Linked DNA regions of Mus musculus: region 1 is linked to region 2. Evidence: chromatin contacts called from public HiChIP or PLAC-seq data. All regions are on one chromosome and are shown on one strand. The core of a region is the stretch at or near the end of the contact, and the rest is flanking DNA. Distances in the headings are between cores, read along the strand shown.

Region 1 (5,466 bases), core at 381-2,880, 120 kb before region 2:
CACACTTGGTCAGCAAACCTGTAGATCCACCTGCAAATCTCAGCTCAGTCTCTCACCAGCCCTGGGACCTTTTCTTTACCAGCCGTGACAATTGAGGAGACATTAGTTAAAAACCGTCCCCAGTGGGGCTGGAAAGGTGGCTTGGTCAGTAACACAGTCGCTGAGGAAGACAGGCACCCTAAGTCCAGATCTCCCAGGACCTATGTTAAAAGCCAGGCCTGGTGGCCTAGGATCCCAGCTCTGCAGAGGCAGAGAGGAAGATCCCAGGCCAGTCTAGCCAAACTGGCAAGCGCCCAGTTTGAGAGACCTTGCTTGCTTTCATGAGTTCTCCAGAGTGTGGGTATGAGAGAGAGGTGGAAGGTAGGTAGGAGAATAAAAGGGTGGAGGAGAGAGAGAGAGGGAGAGAGAGAGAGAGATTATTTTCTTTTTAAAAATGTACATATCAACTGTATCTACTTTATGGGTGGGCAAAGGCATACCTCTGTAGCAGGCACACTTGCCTAGCATGCACCAGGCACTGAGTTCCATCCTCTACCCACCCACCCCTGTCCCCAGTAAGCACTGTGCCTGGCTTAAGAAAGGTTTTCTAATGGTTAGACTACCGTTCTTCCTCCAAGGCTGAGTGAGCTACTTCCTCTGGCTTTCCTGTGCCACTCCACTCTTTGTCTGATGGCCTCCCTGTGTCTGCTTCTCACCTTTACTTTACAGCTCCTGCCCCTCCTCACCCGACTGGATTGTGTACTTTCTTGTCTTTATTTTTCAAGAGCGACACAATTAAGAACATCTTTGTGTCCCCCTCCCCCACACTTGTCACTCTCTCAGACTCTCGTTCTTCAGACAGGTCTGTAACTCACTACCCAGTCTGAGCTGGTTTTAGAGACTCGAGGCGCCCTTCCGGCCTCTCGGCACTAGATTGACAGACTCACTCTTACTACTTATTTATTATTTGACTATTTATTTTTGAGATTGTGACTCATGTAGCCCAGGCTGGCCTCAGGCAGCTCATGTAGCAGGAGCTGGCTTTGTATTCCTGATCTTCTCAAGTCCTGGGATGACCGGTTTGTGCCCCTATCCCGCCTCTGTTTCATTTTAGACAAGGTCTCATATGTCCCGGGATGGCTTTAATCCCTCTGTCACTGAAGATGACCATAGATTTCTGATCTTCCTGCTTATACTTCCTAAGTGCTGGCATTTTGGGGGTCCTTGTCTTCCATTTACATCCCTAAAGGCCTCTCTGGTCCACAGGCTCAAATAAGCTCCTTGTCATCTTCCTCCAGAAAACCGATTCTCCTTTGAGTGACTCCCTCATCACTTCCTATCCATGCCTCACCTGGCCAGTCACTGAAGCCCGCTGCGGCAGCCAACTAGCCCGGTCTGGTTCTGTCTCTAAGCTTCTGCTTCTTTCCATCCATAAGGTCTGTACACTCTCCTCACAGGCCTTCCTTCCTCCCTCCCTCCCGGCTGCCCTGCGGGAAGCCTTCCCTTCCTGCAGGCTACACCTGAGTGCTCCAGAGAGGCCTGATCTAGCTTTTCTCACCTACACCACTTCTCCTCACTCAGCCACACTGCGAGGCTTTCCCCACCGGAAGTAGTCTTTCTGGCCTTTGTGTTCCACTCATTTCCTACTCAGCACAAGCCACACTCACCACCATTTTAACACTGCCTGTGCAGGCTCCTCCTCCAGTCTACAAGCTCTGGGAGAGGACTCAGACCCTCCGTCACTGTATCTTTAAGGCTTCTCTGCATTGGGAACGTGTTGGATACGTACACGCTGGACTGATTCTGGCACTCTGGCTCTGTTGCCCATTATCCTGGCCTCTCGGCACCCTCAAAGTTCTTCCACTGTCAGCAAAGACAGTGAGAGGAGCTGGGAGCTTGAGGAAGAGCCTGATATCAAGTCTACCGGCTCCCTCCCCCACCTGCTCAGTATCTTTGAATCACTTCCTACCTTCATCTGTCAGAAAAGTATTTGTCTGAATGCTTCCCCCTGGTTAAAGTTTTACACTGGAGCAATACAACGTTGAGGGGGGCACTTTTGTTTTGTTTTGTTTTTGTTTTTGAGACAGGGTTTCTCTGTATAGCCCTGGAGATCCTGGAACTCACTCTGTAGACCAGGCTGGCCTTGAACTCAGAAATCTGCCTGCCTCTGCCTCCCAAGTGCTGGGACTAAAGGTGTGCACCACCGCTGCCCGGCCCCTTTTCCTTTTTTTTTTTTTTTTTTTCTTTTCTCGAGACAGGGTTTCTCTGTGTAGCCCTGGCTGTCCTGGAACTCACTTTGTAGACCAGGCTGGCCTTGAACTCAGAAATCGGCCTGCCTCTGCCTCCCAAGTGATGGGATTAAAGGCGTGCGCCACCACGCCCGGCTCTCTTATGCCAAGGAGTGATACAGCCAAGAAGACCCCTAACAGGCGCCAACACCTCATGAGAAGTACATTTCTTGCCTTTACTGTTGCCCAGTCTGGGTGTGTTGTGTGGCAGCAGCACTAAATGACCAAGACTGGCGGGATCTCACCTTGGAGCCAAGGTTGGTCCTACCGTTGAGCCCCTAGATCCTTTGCCTTTGGAGACTCTAATTCCCCAACCAGCCCCTCCTGCCCACAGTGCTTCCTCACCATATGCACTGATTCCTGGATGCAGGCACACAAGCTCAGTCCGCTGCTACATTTTTTTGGCTCAGTTTTTTTTTTTTTGTTTACAATAGGTAGGTCCTAACTCTTAGGTATGCTAGGCTAGATCTACCACAGCCTACAGCCTCAGACTTTCTCCACTTTTGAGTGTATCTTTGGTGCAGGGCATTGAACAAGGACCACCCTCAGGCTACACGTGTGCCCTACCACATCCCCAGCCCTCTTCTATCTTGAGCTCATTGTCACACCACCTCTCTATTGACTTATTTCTACTTTACATGTATGTTTCAGCTGCATGCATAAATGTGCATCATGCATGTGCCTGGTGCCTTCAGAGGCCAGAAGAGGACATCAGATCCTTTAAAACTGGAGTTACAGATGGTTGTGAGCCATCAGGTAGGTGCTGGGAACTGAATTCAAGTCCTCTGGAAGAGCAGCAAATGCTCTTAATCACTGAGCCCTCGCTCCCACCCTTCCCACCCCCTGTCTGGCCTCCTGTACCTGCCCTGTTTTGATTGACAAGCTCTTAACAAGATTCTCCAGTACACTTCTGACTCTGTCGCTTATTGTTTTCACTCTCCCTCTAAGGTCACAAGTGACGAGGCCCTGTGTCCAACACTCCCCTAACCCCTAAGCTTTATTGATGTCCCAGAGTTATGGTCCTCACCACTGACAAGGTTTCTTATAGCCCTGTCCTGGGCGCTGCTCTGTGCTGGGGAAGCAGTCACCAAGAGCTTGCTCGTCAAGTGGGAAGGAGGCATGGCTAAATGAACACACACCAAATAATGCTGAGCCGCGAAGGCGAAATAATCTGAATCCTAAATTCCGTGGCACAGACTGGACGTCCTATCAGAGAATGGGGGAAGAGCCAGGCCGAGCCTTCAGAGAGGCCTTCTAGTCTTTTCTCCTTTGTCTTACTGGAGACCAAGAGCAGGGCATGGTGAGTAGCAGGTAGGTGCTGTACCACTGTGCCCGCAGTCTCCAGGGAATCCATGAGTTCAAGGTATTCCCAAGGTTACTGGTCTGTGGTGAGCAGGGGTTGCAGGGGTGGGGTGGGAAAGGACACTCTTCTGGTGTGTCTGAAGACAGCTACAGTGTACTCATATAAATAAAATAAATAAATCTTAAAAAAAAAAAGAAGGTGTATTCCTCCTTCTGTGATCATCCAACTTGCAACTTTTTCCCAAGGAAGAACCAGGCATGAACATACGAGCTCTGCTGTGCAGATATCTTCCTTGCCCGGAGATCAGAACCCGGCCTCAGCCTGCCTTGGGCACATGGCCTACTGTCCTCCGTGGGCTCTCAGATCAGGCTTGATGTCCACCTCTGTTGCTGTCCTGTCCGAGTGATTGCTGTTATCACAACCATCTCTTATCGATCTTTTTGTCATTGGTTCTTTTAAATGTTGAGGATAAGATACTGAGAAGCTGTGTCACTGAGGTGCACAGACTGCCCGGTCTATGAACTCTGCATTTTATCTTAATCATGTGCATGTGTATGTAGGTGGGTGGGGCAGCCATGTGGCACAGAATGACTCTGGAGGTCAGAGGACAACTTGTGGGAGTCAGTTCTCTCCTTCCACCATGTGGGTCCTGGGAATAGAACTCAGGTTATTAGACTTGGTAAGCCCCGTAACCCATGAAGCTGTCTCACAGGTCTATTCCCCCCCCCCTTTTCTCCTCTTCCTCCTCTTCCTCCTCTTTTCCTCCTCCTTCTCCTTTTCCTGCCTTACTTTGTATAAACTTGTTCTCCCAAGCATATTGTAAGTTGTAACAATAACAGATATTTACCTGGTGTTTACTGGAGCCAGACTGTGCTTAACACGGCAGAAGGTGAGGGCAAGGAAGAGAAGGGCGAGAAGTGTATATTAGTACAATGATGGTTTGCAATGTATAATCCACAGCAACACTGCTCCACTGTGATGCAGGACTAACTTCATTTTCAGTGTCAAACACTTCCAAATCGCTGCAAACCAACACTTTAGTGATTGCCATTAGACTTTCAAACTCTCTCAGCTTCTGTGCCTATCTTGCTGCAGGCTAAAGATGAGCTGTTGCTGACCAGCACAGCCAGAGGACTATATATATATTGAGAGGCATTAACAAATACTCTCAGAAGAAAAAAAAAAAAGCCAACTCTGCATGCCTGTAAATTTTCATTTATTTAGAAAGTGTGTACAAGAGGTTACTACACAGCAGATGCCGAGCTTGGGGCTGTATAGTTCAGGTGGTAAACGGGAACACTTACACCTTCACAAACAGTCCAGAAGGCTAAACAGACTTGAGCAATACATTACGAAATAATTATTTTAGGTAAATGCTAAAGGAAAGGTAAACATATTTAGGGTTTAAACTAACTTGAGGGGTCAGAGAAAGCTGAAGCTCTATGCTGAAGAAAGAACAGGGTGCAAGAATCAGAACAGGGAAGGGTGAGAAAACAGGTCTTGTGCAAGGGCCCAGAGGCAGGCAGGCAGACAGACAGACAGACAGACAACTAAGATTAAAGGGACAGTGTCCCAGTGCCCTGAGCCGTGCAAAGGTCACGGCAAGGACTTTGCAGGTTATTTTTCAAACTGTTATGATTTGAATGTCCCTTCCCAAACTCATAACGAAATGTAATTTCCACTATAACAGCATTGAGATATAGAGCTTTGGGAATAGAGAGCTGGCTTGGTGGTTAAGAGCACTTGGTGATTTTAAAGAGGACCTGACCGGTTCCCAGCACTCATGACTGATGGTTTGCAACCTCCTATAAAACTCAGTTCCAGGGAATCAGAAACCTTCTTCTTGCTTCCTAGACACCATACTCATGTACATACTCACATACAGATGCACAGCCC
Region 2 (5,484 bases), core at 2,412-4,911:
GTTGAGGTGAATTTGCACAGCCTTGTTGCATTTTTGTACATGGTTTAAATTGTTTGAAAATAGGAAATATGTCTTTAAATTCATTTTAAAGAAAGAAAATGTCATGCTAGTTAGATTATTCTGGTTTTGTTCAACCATGATTAAACATAGCTTACCAAAAGAAAAACCTCAAAATATTTTTTACTATTAACTAAGGACTGAGTTTGTTGGTTTGTTTTTTAACTATTGTGAAAGAACAGAGCGAGAGATAACCTTTCTATGGTTAAAGTTTTCATCAGATTTATAATAAATTTTGGTTCTATTAATTTTTTAACATAAACTTGGCAAATGTTACTTCCTTGAGCCTTAGCGTTATTCTCAGCATTATGTGCTGTCTTTGTTATGCTTGGAATTGGTAGGATTTTCAAAACCCCCAAATATCTCAAATTCTTGGAATTTTTTGTTTTTGTTTTCTTTTTGTTTTTTTGTTTGGTTGGGGGCTTTGTTTGTTTGTTTTGAAGCAGAGTCTCTGTATAACCCTGGCTGTCCTGGAACTCCCCTATGAAAAAAGCCCTGGCTCTGAACTCAGAGATCCTCCTGCCCGTTACTTCCTTTGTTGGGGTTAAAGTCATGCTCCACTGTGCCACACCCTCGACTACTTTGTCGCCAGTGGCAGTTTTAATTTGTGTAGTCTTGTAGCTGCTGAGATTAATATGAACAATACTAAGCTTATCATCTCAAAGTTTTATCCATAATGTCCTCTGGCTCACCTGCTCTTTGACATGTCACTGTCCAGCGGTCTGCTGATGCCCTCATTTTGTCACTGCTGCAGTTTGAGGCCGGGCTTCATCGCTTACCTGTGGTGCTTCTGATCCTCTTCTAGGATAAACCTCACTGGCAATTTTTATAGAAACCCTGTGAGTTTAGTGATATTGTTTTAGAAGTAAGATTTGGGCTCAAGGTCAGTAGATTGGCTCGCCCTAGGACCTACAGCCAGACAGTAGATCTTAAGATCTTATTTCAAAATTCAGATAAAAGATAAATAAATGGATCTTTGGGGGGAGGGAGAGAGAGAATGAGAATTTCTAGCTTTTGAAAAAGAACAGGAACTACCGAATCAAACTTTCATTTTCTGTTCCCTCTCTTATACCTCAAAGCCTAAATTTTTGTTCAGTGTGACAAACGTTTTCAATCCGAAAGTGATTTGGGCGAGTAAGTTCTCATTCTGAAAGAGAGCGATTGGGTGGCGGCACTGGACGACCTGTCTCTAGATCGCTCTTCTGGGTTTCCCTTAGTCCTACTCTTGCCCTGTTTTCTTGGTCCTCCTGTTGACCCACAAGAATGTGTTGAGTTGTGAGCTGGAATTGGGGCAAGAAAGTGACCGGTTTCTAGAACCACTTAAAGCTACTGCTATCATTTGTTCAGTTCGGCTTTAGCTTTTAGCATTTGTATTGACATTTGAAATCATTTCCTATCTAGCTCTTCTCGGTCATTAAAAAGTAATAGCAGGTAACCCATTTAATAGTGTGTAGACTATCGTCACCAAGATCGCTCTGCAGTTTTGCTTCTTAACCATGGTCTCCTCCTTTGTTAAACCAGAGGTAGAATTCATAATTTGAGCTTAAAACCCTTACTTAGGGATTCAGTAAATGTGGCTCAAGGATGCTTGAGGGGAGCTCCTGTTCGTACCTCTACAAAGTGCTATGTAGAAAAGTTCCTTTCTGTATGCATAACCAGAATGACAAACTGAATGCCGAGAGAATAAATAATCCTGTTGTCTTTTGTGAAACCAAACATCAAAGGCTTTATTTTAGCCCATTTCTTTTCCTAGTTCTAAAGAGCAACTGACTGCATAAAGAAAGGCCTGTTAGCCAACAGTTCAGCCCATTTACATAGGACAGACTTCTGCTGAAGGCCTCAGTAGATGACATCATGGTACTGGTTGGCTATATGTGTCATTGGGAGATCACTTTGCCAGACTAGAAAGCAGCTGATGGACCTCTCCTCTTAGAAAAGCCTTCCTATGGATGACCCTGGCTCCCTTCTGAGGGCAACACTCCCAGCTGCTTCCTACTAGGCTATCCCTCAGTGTTATGGAGCCTGCAACACATGCAGCATCCAGACAAACCACAGCAGAGCTTATAAAAACATAAAACTGTGTTGTTGAAATCACATGGACATGTTTCTTTGTTCAGTTTGACAGTTGAGTCCTGTTAGTGCTTCCAGCTGGGATGTTGTCCAGTCTTGTTGCCTTGGCCTTATACAGGCAACCATGGCTGCAGTGAGTTCCTGAGCAGTGGGCATGTCAGATCAGATGACAGCATCCCAGCAATCCTCCTTGTGCTCACTCTTACATTCTCTCCGTCCTCTTTCATGAAGTCTCCTGAATTCGTGTTTGATTTTTAGGGAGCACCATGTTAGTCTTTGGTTGTTGTCTTAGTCAGGGTTTCTGTTCCTGCACAAACATCATGACCAAGAAGCAAGTTGGGGAGGAAAGGGTTTATTCGGGTTACACTTCCATACTGCTGTTCATCACCAAAGGAAGTCAGGACTGGAACTCAAGCAGGTCAGGAAGCAGGAGCTGATGCAGAGGCAATGGAGGGATGTTCTTTACTGGCTTGCTTCCCCTGGCTTGCTCAGCCTGCTCTCTTATAGAACCAAGACTACCAGCTCAGAGATGGTCCCACCCACAAGGGGCCTTTCCCCCTTGATCAATAAATGAGAAAATGCCTTACAGTTGGATCTCATGGAGACATTTCCTCAACTGAAGCTCCTTTCTCTGTGATAACTCCAGCTGTGTCAAGTTGACACAAAACTAGCCAGTACAGTTGTAAAACTACTTCTCTGAAGTGGGGTTATGAAAATTAAGAGGCTGGTACTATTTTTGTGGTGAGTCTGGAGTCCATAGACTTTAAAGGTTAGTGTAATCTGGTGTCATGCAGCCCATATCACACCCTTGTGTGTCTGCATATCTGGCCAGAAGCTGCACTGTCTCCAGACTCGCCTTACACATAATTTCAGTAGCAGTGCTGTTGGCCTGCAGAGGTCATTGACCATTTGGATGCTTTTCTTGCACAAGCATAAAACTGCACATATTTGTTGGTTTTTTTTTATTAGCATTTTACTGGATGCCATTAAGTCTGATATCTTTGAGATACAAAAAAAGATAAACAGCCGGGCATGGTGGCACACGCCTTTTAACCCAGCACTTGGGAAGCAGAGGAAGGCAGATTCTGAGTTCGAGGCTAGCCTGTTCTACAAAGAGAGTTCCAGGACAGCCAGGGCTACACAGAGAAACCCTCTGTGTGTGTGTGGGGGGGGGGGGAATAATGATAGACTCCTCTGTCTTCACACTGATTTAAGGAACGATCAGGAACCATTTCTACCTTGATGGAATTGCAGCTCAGAACACCAGCCAAACCTTTCCTATGGATTTTACCTTGTAATTTTGAAAAGATTTACACACACACACGCATATATATCTTGTCCATGTATGTTGCAGTAAATCTCCAATGCAAATATGCCCTGGCAGTCAAATCACAACTCAGTTAATATGAGTACATGCTGTGCGCCTAGATTGCACTACACTACCATCTTGCACATCTATGAGACCCCTTAGAACTTGCGGTTTCTCCAGGCCATGTGCTTCTGCTCTGCTTTTCTACTTCCTCCTCCTCTGTGTCCTCTCTCTCAACCTTCCCCTCCACTTTCCTTTTATCTGCCCATGCATCAGCTCTCCTTTATTTTACAAATTAAGGTGGGAAGCAGGTTTACAGGAAATCACCCTCGTATGCATCCCCACACCAGAGAAGGGAATTAACATCAAATATAATTAGCCCTAGAGCTATCCACAACAATTCCCCTTTCTGTCCAATTAAAAGACTATTTTATCACAGATATAATTAAACACAGCTATTACCATTTTGTAATTTATAAAGTATAAGAGCCCTAACACCCTAACATCTTTGTTAATGCCATCTATCCTTACTTAAAAGACTATAGTTCTGTACCTGGCTATGTCTTGGCTTTAGATTGAATGCCATCTGAACACCATCCTCTCAAATCTGTTCCTCTCACAGTAAAAAGCCTGGGTTGGCTAGGAGACTATGCAGTTATTCAACCCCATCAGAAATCCAAGAATGACTGATATTAACTGAAAATATATAGAGAGGTTAACACAGCTTCCAAAACGTAGCCAATACATAGAGACCTCTGATCACCTGGACAGTCCCTTACTTCAGCAGTTGGAGCATCCGTCTTCAGCCTACTGGCCAGGGTCATCTGACAGACTTAGAGAAACAGGAATATTAAGGACTAGCCTACTGTCTCGGCAGAATCAGGATGTCCTAACCTGTAATTGTGTCCTTCCTTTCTTTGGACAGTATTATGTCTGTAAATGAAATGAGGCAATTTTTGCCTAGTGGCTGTTTCACCACAACTGGAGTAACTCAAAGATACTCAGTTTCGTCTTTGAATCCAAGACAGGGAAAACTGTTAGGAGCAGACTGGTCTCAACAAGTGAATAAATAACATTAAACTTGTGGACTTTTGATGTTTTTGAAAACCAACTATCTATGTAAAGTAATCTAGACTGTTGTCTGTTAACTACTCTCAGCCATTTGTAATTAAAATAACTGAAAGCACTCTAACAATAAACTCAGAGCCATGAATTTCCTATTTGGCCCTTTACTCTCAAGGCTTAAACAGCTCAGATCTGTTTACAATAACAGCAATAGAAGGACTGGGTCTAAGCCCTGTGCTTCAAAATTTTTAGCATCAAGGACAACCTGTAATAACCAAAGCCTCGGGAACTGGGACGAAGACTTCATAACTTCAAGATGAACATGGGCGGTGAAATATTTTTGAAGAGAGGGGGAAGGGTAGGGAAAATGGGGAAATTCGTTGGCCACACCAATGATTGTATTAGTCTCGGATGTTTATGTCCTGACTGAATCCGGATGAAAAACCAAGATATCAGGAGTTCAGGCAGGTCAGTTCAGCATGTCTGATAGTGAAATTCACCAAGGCTGTATGTTCTGTAATCTATAAATCTCAAAACAAAATTTTAGTATTATCCAGATAACCTTTTTGTTTGATTCACTGGAATCTAGTTCTCAGGGGGTCTCCTTCTATCAAATCTGATCCATATAAGTCTGGAAGGTGTAATACCTTAATCACCTTTTCCAAAAACACAAAGACAAAACCTTTTCCCCAAATGAGCATATCCTTTAGCTGGTAACCAGGAAAACCTGTAGCTTGCCCTATGTCCCAGAGGAACAATAAAACAACTACAACACTCAAAATCACACACATTTTAGCCTATTTAGGCCTTTCTAATTTGTCATGTCAGGATATTAACCCAAAATTCCTGTGAAGTCCAAGTTAGAGCATATGAGTCTCCTGCAGACTTTATTATATCACCTTTAAAACAGTCAATTCACACGTCTATCTATACGTGCTTATAAGATGCAGCTTGTCAAATCAGGATTTAATCTCAAAAGTCCC

Evidence for each region. HiChIP or PLAC-seq counts read pairs in DNA pulled down with a chosen protein or histone mark.
Region 1: a contact with region 2 is called in an H3K27ac HiChIP or PLAC-seq map of embryonic stem cells, with 6 read pairs. The contact joins two enhancer-like sites. A contact is called at or near these places in 2 of 115 datasets of contacts at active chromatin or transcription factors (both in embryonic stem cells) and 2 of 9 other capture datasets (adipose tissue and pancreatic islet).

Annotation. Positions count from the first base shown.
Region 1 is chr1:182,060,060-182,065,525 of GRCm38.p6, reverse strand. No RefSeq gene overlaps it. Among named protein-coding and RNA genes, the nearest start is that of n-TSgct1, 6.8 kb to the right of the region's middle. Within about 2 kb of position 1,630, at least 20 of the 459 cell types and tissues checked have an H3K27ac peak or open chromatin away from gene starts, as enhancers often do. A contact at or near this core is called in embryonic stem cells, where this site is marked.
Region 2 is chr1:181,946,603-181,952,086 of GRCm38.p6, reverse strand. All of the region lies in intron 3 of Enah (ENAH actin regulator), which reads left to right. Among named protein-coding and RNA genes, the nearest start is that of Enah, 71 kb to the left of the region's middle. Within about 2 kb of position 3,661, at least 7 of the 459 cell types and tissues checked have an H3K27ac peak or open chromatin away from gene starts, as enhancers often do. A contact at or near this core is called in embryonic stem cells, where this site is marked.